Regions from separate parts of the Mus musculus genome. Here regions 1 and 2 are each linked to region 3. The links are chromatin contacts, called in public Hi-C and HiChIP or PLAC-seq maps. All regions are on one chromosome and are shown on one strand. Each heading gives the region's core, a stretch centred on a gene start, on an enhancer-like site or on the middle of the called end of the contact. The rest is flanking DNA. Distances are from core to core; before and after follow the strand shown.

Region 1 (2,700 bases), core at 65-2,564, 180 kb before region 3:
GGGAGTCAGCCAGCATGCGTTCATCTCCAGCATCATTCTCTATCACCATGGCAGTAAGCGGAGTCACGATGTGATGGTCTAGAGACATCTGCAGGATTGTTTTGGTGATTTTCCTTTTGATGGCAGCAGTAGGAGCCAGACTTCTGCATTCAGAGGGTAGATATTGAAGAACATCACCATATACCAGGGTGAACTTGGGCCCCAAACCTCTTTACTCCCCCTTCTGATAGTCACCCAACACCTGAGCACAGAGTGGGGATGCCTAAGACAAGAGAGAAACAGAACCAACTGGTTTCATGAGCCTCAGTAGTTTATCCAGCCATGTGGTCTCTAGTTTTTGAAATGGTGTTTTCTTGCTTTATGTATGCATGTCTGTATGCATGTATATATATATGTGCGTGAGTGCATGCACGCCTCTGTGTGTGTGTGTGTGTGTGTGTGTGAATGCACACATGTGCCCTAATGCCTGTGTGAAAGTCAGAGAACAACTTGTGTGGGTTGCTTCGCTCCTGCCATGGTGTAGGAGCTCAAGAACAGACTCAGGTGGACACGCCTTGCCACAAGCAGGTTCATCTGCTGAGCCACCTCACTGCCCCCAAGGGATCAGTTTTAAAGACTTTATCTTTCAGAATAGTTTTAGGTTCATGGTGAAATTGAGTGAAAGGTACTGAGAGTGTCTCCACGTACCCTACCGACCCGTAGCCTCCTGGATTACAGATGTCTTGTACAGATGTTCTTGTGTGCATGTGTGACCACAGGTGAAGCATATACAGGTGTATTGACATACAGGTAAGTGGCTTACACTGGCATTTGCGTGTATATCTCGTGAGTAGATACGACAGACCTATCGTTGCAGAAATGTTCCATTCTACACATTCCCTGAAATCCTAGAAACCACTGATCTTCCTACAGGGCTTTACAAACCAATATTTAATGTCCAGAGCAACTTCTTTATGCTTTTGAGTAGAGCCAATGTACTTCTGTCCAAGGGACAGGATTATTTCTTTCTTGCTTCAAAACCACAGCTTATAGCTACGTGTATTTTTTAAATAGAACCTTAATGACATCAGGAATCTTCTCTGGGAGTTCCGTTATATGATCGTCCTTATAATCTAGTTCAGTGACCTTGGTCCATCTTCCTGAGGATCCTACCCAGCAGGTCGGGTGAGAGCTTTGCAATGAGTTTTATCAACTATCCCCATGAGGCTCTGGTGCAAGTGTTTTTTTAATAACAGGATGTGATGTTAGGGCTTTGAAATGCAGCTCAGCTGAGAAGCCAGTGATGGCCTAAGTATCAAAGAGCCGTTCCTTGGGGGCATTGTAGCCACACAGTCAAATGCAAATGGACTATTGACATGCACAGCAACATGGCTGAACCTAACAGTCATCCGGCTGAGTGAAAGTCAGAAAGGGGTTGTATGGCTGTGTATGGTTTTAGCAACAGACAAAACCAATCAATGATGATACGAGGCAAAAGCAGTGGCTTCCTCTGGATGCAGTAAAGGAGAGCAAGGCGACCTTCAGTAGTTCTAGCATTTATAGCAGAATGGTCATAGATACAGGTGGTATAGAGATAGAGAGGATAGATACAAGTATAGGTATACATATACAGACAGATATAGATATCTTCAATGTATATGTGTATACATACATGTATATAAACCACATACTTCAAATCCATGCACTCCCAACGTCTCACATATGTTGCATTTAAATTTTAAACATTTTAACTTTTTAAAAATGTATACAGGCGTTTTGTCTGCATGTATGTTTCTGTGTACCACACATGTGCAGTGCCCACAGATACCAGACGATGGCACTACATTCCCTGAACTGAAGTTAGAGGTGCCACGTGGGTGCTGAGAGTTGCACCCAGTCCTCTGGAAGAGCAGACAGTTGCTGAGTTGTGTCTTCAGGCTCCTCGTTCCATTTTAATCAAAAAACAAGGACAAGGAGGAGGAGGAGGAGGAGGAGGAGGAGGAGGAGGAGGAGGAGGAGGAGGAGGAAGAGGAGGAGGAGGAAGAGGAGGAGGAGGAAGGAGAAAAGAGAAGAAGAAATAACTCAGCTTTCATTAGAGTGCTGTGAACAAGTCAGTAATAATCCAATCCCTCCATTAATTTGATACCTTTCTTGGTTCCAAATACTCCTTGTTCATGATTTCAAATGTCCCATTTGCTGTTTGGTTGGAAGTATGGGAATTGTACCCAGAGTCTTGTATGTTCTAGGCAAAGGCTTTCATGCTAAGCTACATCCCCATCCCTGACCTCAAATATTGTAGATAGACATTTCATGTTTATAAATTTTCATGGTGTACGCTCGTCTTGCCTTACCTCTCTGCTAGTAGTTGGTTGATGGTGAGATAGGCCCACAGCTTCTTGGTGAAGTCAGGGTCTGCATGCTTGTCCTTTGACAGAAACTCCTCCAAGTCATCCATCTGGCTCAGGGTTTCCAAGACCAATTCTGTGTTAGCCTGGACAATGGGAGCATCAGTTAAAGAACATCCAGGATCAGAATTACAGTCAACTCATCTGCTGTAAATGCACTTGGGGGTTATACAAGGAAGAGAGCCTTGACTGGATAGGCTTAGTGCACAAACTCCAGAGACTGGGCTTGGGTTTGGGTGAAAAAAATGAGGTTCTTAGAGAATGGTTGAAAAGATGGCAGAGATGCACCACGCCTTCTTTTTGAACTCTTGCTTCT
Region 2 (2,700 bases), core at 42-2,541, 200 kb before region 3:
CTTAATGAAAGAACTATTTCAACTAGTTCTTGGCAGTTCTCTAACCTAGGTTACAAAACCCTAGTTCAGTGCTGGAGCGCCTTAATAATCCTCTGTACCATAAAAACAAGGAACCACTAAAACACTGTCCACAGTTAACAATCTCCTTAGCACCAGTTCTTCTAGCAGTCTAGCTTCAAAGTAGTTCATGTTATTATACAACGTCACCCATAAGTCACGTTTTACCTGACCTTCCCTGGGCATTCTAATATACAACTATTTTATTTTGCACAGAGGATTAGTATTTAAAGTCGCCCAACCTTATGGTATCCCTTTATCAAATGGAGGCTAACAAATGTAACTGTATTAAGGCCTCCTCCTCCTACCGAGGGACCTTGGGACAGTTTTATGACCTTGCAGAGATTGTACTTCAACACGAGGGCATGATGACAATGGCAATGTCTTTCTCTTCCTCATCGGCAGATTTTTTTAAACCCCTTTAGCACCAAGGCGACCAGCAGGTTCAGGCGGGGGCTGATTTTGAGTTCCTTCGTTTCTCCAGTACCCAGCAAAGAGTCGGATGGCTACACAGTGAATGCCTTACCAAAGAGCTCAAGCAAGCCATCACACCTTAAAGGGTCACGCTGCTCCCCCGTGCAGTGTTTCACAGGGCTTCAAAGCCAAAAGTTACAACCAAACGTTCCCCGGTCGCCCCTTCACCTTCAGGGCCTTTCTAAAGACTTTGCAAGCTGTGCTCCCGGGTACGGAGCGGAAGTACGGAGTTGATCGAAACCCAGATGGCTCCAAAGCTCAACCCGAATCCCGTCCGGGTCCCGAGGTCCCGGATGGCCGTTCCAGTCTCAGGGGATCAGACCGTGACCTTGTTCTCTTTGACCCCTACCAGGGGTCCGGCACGCAACCTTCCAGCTCTGCAGACATCCCCGCGGCCTGAGCTGGGGCCTTCTTCCGCCAGGAGTGAGCATGCAGCTCCATCCCTCCTGCCTCGCAGCAAGCCCGAGCCCCCGCATCCCTCCCGATGTGGTCCTACCATTGCGGCTGCACGGCGCAGGCCGACAGCCCGACAACGCTCGCCCGCGAGAACATGGTGGAGCCTTGAAGGTCGGGCAGACGGGACTCAGTGCGCGTGCGCGGGAGCTCAGGCGCCCCGGCCCGCTCCGCCTGCGTCCTCGGTCTCGCTAAATCTCGTGAGCGCCGAAGCCGCGAGTTCCCTGGCCCCACCCATTTCCTGCTGTCAATTTCGGTCCCGCCTGTCCCCGCGCTGAGCCAGTTCCGCTTCCGACCGCTTTGTAGTTGTAGCGCTCAGGGTCGCCATGGGCAAGTCGGATTTTCTGAGCCCCAAGGCCATCGCCAATAGAATTAAGTCCAAAGGGCTCCAGAAGCTTCGCTGGTACTGCCAGATGTGCCAAAAGCAATGCCGCGACGAGGTAAGTGACTCAGGCTGGCCGCGACCCCTCCCTCGGCTTGGAGCCCTCTCCGGCGCAGTCTTCCCCAGCTCGGCGCGAAGCCCTCCAGCTCCACGAGAAGTGGTCGCAGACAAGCACTCACTGATCGCTTACAATCGCTAGGCTGAGCACTGAGGTTTTACATTTAGACTTCCCTGGTGGGGTCGGTCGGTCAAGACGAGGAACTCAAGTTGCTCCGCTTAATAGTGACATGGGCTTGGCCACTACTGGTAAAGTAGAGGTAATAGTTGTACCCACCGGCAAGATTGTCGCCGAGTTTTTTCATGGAGAGAAGAACTCTCCATGACATAAATGCTTCATTCCCGACTTGCTACTGCTATCCTATAGTTTCAGTATGTGGGTTCCCAAAGGTACAGGCGTGCAGTCCATCGCACCTAGGAGTGACCGCTAAGTGTTTTTCCATATTTGCTTACATCATATAGTAAATTATATAAATATATGAATATCAGTATACCTTCACCCTTGAAGACTTAATTGTGTAATCAACATAACAAGTAATCGTATTATCTTTTCAATTAATGCCAAAATGCCACCAATATAACAGAACTAATAAAAATTCTTGTACATTATCTGATACATATTTTTGTTTTAGAGACAGTATCTCAGTATGTAACTTTGGCTGGTCTGGACCTCACCAGGCTGGCCAAAAAACGAGATAGACCTGCCTCTGCTTCCCAAGTGCTGGTTGATATCAGAGATATACACCACCCTACTTTATATTAATACTTTCTTGGTAGTCTTGTGGTGGCGATGGGGACCAGAGAGGTTGTTTATTAAGCAGTGCTACAAGTTTTGTTTAATGTCTTATGTATGCCTGGCAAATGCTCTACCACTGAGCCCTCATGCACTGCGTCATATTTCTGTTATCTTATTTTGGTGTATGTGTTTATGCATGTGTGCATGCTGCACCAAACAGATACATCCATACGGAGATCAAAGGGCCACATGTAAATGGTTATTTCCTTCCAGCTTGAGGGTCCTGGGATTGAAGTCATGTTGTCACATCTGGCACCAAGCGCCTTTAGCCACTGAGCCATCTTACTGACCTTATGCCACCTTCTTAGTAAGTCATCACAGACTGAACCCAGTCCCACTGCCACTGACTGGATTGCAAAACTCTGTGCATGTTATTGTTTTTCTAAGACAGGGTTTCTCTGTGTGGCCCTGGCTGTCCTGGAACTTGCTCAGTGAACCAGGCCCAGGCTGGTTTTGAACTCATAGATATCTGTCTCTGCCT
Region 3 (2,700 bases), core at 56-2,555:
AGCCCCCTACTGTTACCGCTGAGGTCGAACTCCCCTGCCCTGCGAGGAGGAAGGAGTTCGTCCTCAGCTGGCTGATAATAAAACCTCTTGCAGTTTGCACCATGTGTGGTTTTTCACATTGGGGTGCAACTCATCCAGGGACTTGAGCAGAGGCCCAGCTTCGGGGGTCTTACAATGTCTGGCTTGGTTGTGGCCTCTCTGCACTGAGTCTCAATTTCTGACTATTTTAGGGACAAACAGGAAAACGCTGCTGCTTATTTGACATCTGACAAGAGAGGAGGGGGTTGCACAAAGCCACACGCAGAGGGCACAGACTAATTTCTGTGTGTCCCACCTAGTATAGACTCTGGAATGAAATGGTAGGAACTGACCCAGGTTCTCACAGTTGAATCCTATTGCAAAATCCTGTCTCATTTCTAAGAACTCCACTGCTACAGGTGGCTTAGAAACAAACAAAACCTCCCCCAGAGCTAGCCTCATCCCAGAGCAAAGGTAACATACAACAGAGCTATTCTAGTCCGAATCCACGGAGGTTTTCTTGACCACTGTTCACCCAATAGGAGTTGAAGAAAGGAAAGCTTATCGTGACTTTGTAGAATCTGTCTGCTTGAAAAGCAACATTGTGTCAAAGAATATGTCAATTATAGATAAACTTGAGACTGCCGAGTGCAACTTTGGCCATTTCCTGCTGTTGTAAAGAGTGAAAACTAAGTATGCATACGAGCGTGTATGGAAAATTCAACTAATTTTGCTTATATACTTCCATTCTCCGGGGAAAGATTTTTGTCTGTCACAGTGATTCCACTATAGAAACTAAATTGAAAGACTTGTATTTTATTTATCTTCATAATAACCATGTTTGTGTGTAACAACACCATTTTCTTCTCACAAAAGTAAGGAGACTGAGGTGGGAAAGCCTGTTCACAAATCAGAGCACTGGGTTACATCCCTCCACACGAGCCAATGACATCTTTCCAAGTAAGCAGTTCTGGTGCCATACAACACTACTGTGATCCCAGCACCAAGAGACTTCGGTAGGGGGATTTGGAGTTCAAAGTAGACCTGAGCTACGCAGAGAAACTCCATCCAACGAAAAAAATAATAAAGAGATTAAAAAAAGAATAAAACTATTATAAGCAGAAGGAAAAAGAAAATCGGTAATAGTTTTGTGCTCTTGTAAATACTGGATTTGTCTCATTTGACTTTCATGATTTGCTATGTAACAAAATCAGACAACTAGGAACAGCGTGTACCTCCTCCCCACCAAACTTGACCCTCCAGACTAACAAGCAACTAAGCAAGAGCAAGAGCGCCACCCAGGGAGAAACCCTGATGCTCCCTCTTCATCACGTGTTGAAAGGGATTAACCGAGCTCTCCCAGGGCGGCTTTTGTCCTCTACGTCCTTCACACATTTTACTTAAAGAGAAAGTGCAAGAAGACTCAGAGCCTGTCCATTATGTCCTCAGATTTATTGACACGGAAAGTCAGGCCTGAGTGTGAAGGGAGGATCAGAACCCCTGCCCCGTGCCTTTATAAAGCCTTTTCCTTCCTCCTGCTTCTCTTTAATCACAGCCTTTGTGAGGGAAACCTTTGAAGCAATCTCCTCTTTCTCCCCAGGGACTTCCCCCCAGCTTCCCTGGTTACTAGGGCTCTCTCTCCCTGTGGCCTGATCAATTTCAGTAAAAATATTTAAAGCATGTGGCATTGTAATTAAGTGAGCCGATTGTATCCCCATCAGTGTGCAAGACAACAAAACTGTTGTCTGGGGTCCCTTCCAAGGAGCACGGAGGCTGAGTGGAGCCAGTCTTAGTTCATCTGGATTGATTTTTATTTTTTGAAGTGGCTTGTTTGGGGGTAAAGACAGATACTACAGGCTGGGTAAATTATGCGTGTCACTAGGACCGGAAGGAAAATTTGCAGAGGCGTTCTCTAGTATGATTTCCAACTCAGTAGTTTAATTTCTGAACAAAGGTGTCCAATTTCTAGCAGTTAAACCCTCAGTCAGAATAGCTTGTCTTCCAGCAGTGGTCAGTTGCCCACCACAGCTTGCTATCTATCTATCTATCTATCTATCTATCTATCTATCTATCTATCTATCTATCTATCTATCTATCTATTTCTACCTACCTACTTTTCTGCCTGTCATCTGTTCTTTTGGTAAAATAACAACCTCAATAGTGTCTCCAGTGACTACTTATGCTGGGAGCTGCCCCCCACTATTTCAGAGCTGCTGGCTGTCTTTCCTATGTGCCTACCCCCTTCCCTTTATCTTTAAACCATGATTTAGAGGATCTGAAGAGATGGCCCAGCAGTTAAGAGCACTTAAATCTCATGTGAAAGACCAGAGTTTAGTTCCCAGCACCACCTGCTTATAATTCCATCTCTAGTGTATCTGATGCATATGTGTGAACTATCAAGCGTATGTAAGCAAACACACACACACAAGCAAACACATAAATAAAATAAACCCTTTTTATAAGTAAAATGTAAAGGGACAATTAAGAAAAAAGAATTTGAGAATCAAATTCAAAAGGTGCTCTTAGAGAGGGCAGAATGGCCGGTGAAGACAGCCCGTGTACAAAGTTGACCCGAAGCAGGGCAGCTGGGGAGAACCTGAAGCTCTTCCCAGGTGTGGGACCCACACAGAGATGGGAAGGGTGGGCGGTACGTTTGCTTCAATTCTTCGCTTCAGGGCATTG

Evidence for each region. Hi-C and Micro-C count contacts between places; a contact is called where the count stands out from the background. HiChIP or PLAC-seq counts read pairs in DNA pulled down with a chosen protein or histone mark.
Region 1: a Hi-C map of trophoblast stem cells shows a contact between it and region 3, with 4 times the contacts expected there. The contact joins two enhancer-like sites. A contact is called at or near these places in 4 of 39 promoter capture datasets (the 3T3-L1 cell line, the C10 cell line, embryonic stem cells and 1 more), 10 of 15 datasets of contacts at CTCF or cohesin (CD8 T cells, the G1E-ER4 cell line, the NIH/3T3 cell line and 5 more), 358 of 484 Hi-C or Micro-C datasets (the 3T3-L1 cell line, 3T3-L1-derived adipocytes, the 4T1 cell line and 176 more), 46 of 115 datasets of contacts at active chromatin or transcription factors (the 230-238 cell line, CD4 single positive thymocytes, CD8 T cells and 30 more) and 5 of 9 other capture datasets (adipose tissue, embryonic stem cells, embryonic tail and 2 more).
Region 2: an H3K4me3 HiChIP or PLAC-seq map of forebrain shows a contact between it and region 3, with 5 times the contacts expected there. The contact joins the promoter of Kin here to the enhancer-like site in region 3. A contact is called at or near these places in 17 of 39 promoter capture datasets (3T3-L1-derived adipocytes, the C10 cell line, cranial neural crest and 9 more), 2 of 15 datasets of contacts at CTCF or cohesin (embryonic stem cells and pro-B cells), 91 of 484 Hi-C or Micro-C datasets (B cells, the BV-2 cell line, the Ba/F3 cell line and 63 more), 45 of 115 datasets of contacts at active chromatin or transcription factors (the 230-238 cell line, DN3 thymocytes, the HPC-7 cell line and 30 more) and 4 of 9 other capture datasets (adipose tissue, embryonic tail, liver and 1 more).

The regions. Positions count from the first base shown.
Region 1 is chr2:10,102,812-10,105,511 of GRCm38.p6, forward strand. It overlaps Itih2 (inter-alpha trypsin inhibitor, heavy chain 2), which reads right to left. Exons shown (of 21, transcript NM_010582.3): 14 at 2,331-2,470; 15 at 1-143. Among named protein-coding and RNA genes, the nearest start is that of Kin, 24 kb to the left of the region's middle. Within about 2 kb of position 1,315, at least 1 of the 459 cell types and tissues checked has an H3K27ac peak or open chromatin away from gene starts, as enhancers often do. A contact at or near this core is called in trophoblast stem cells, where this site is marked.
Region 2 is chr2:10,079,321-10,082,020 of GRCm38.p6, forward strand. Kin (Kin17 DNA and RNA binding protein) reads left to right here and starts at 1,292. Exons shown (of 5, transcript NM_025280.2): 1 at 1,292-1,424. The coding sequence starts at 1,311. Atp5c1 (ATP synthase, H+ transporting, mitochondrial F1 complex, gamma polypeptide 1) reads right to left here and starts at 1,190. Exons shown (of 10, transcript NM_020615.4): 1 at 1,028-1,190. The coding sequence starts at 1,083.
Region 3 is chr2:10,283,421-10,286,120 of GRCm38.p6, forward strand. No RefSeq gene overlaps it. Among named protein-coding and RNA genes, the nearest start is that of Gm31496, 23 kb to the right of the region's middle. Within about 2 kb of position 1,306, at least 46 of the 459 cell types and tissues checked have an H3K27ac peak or open chromatin away from gene starts, as enhancers often do. A contact at or near this core is called in adipose tissue, craniofacial prominence, embryonic tail and 6 more, where this site is marked.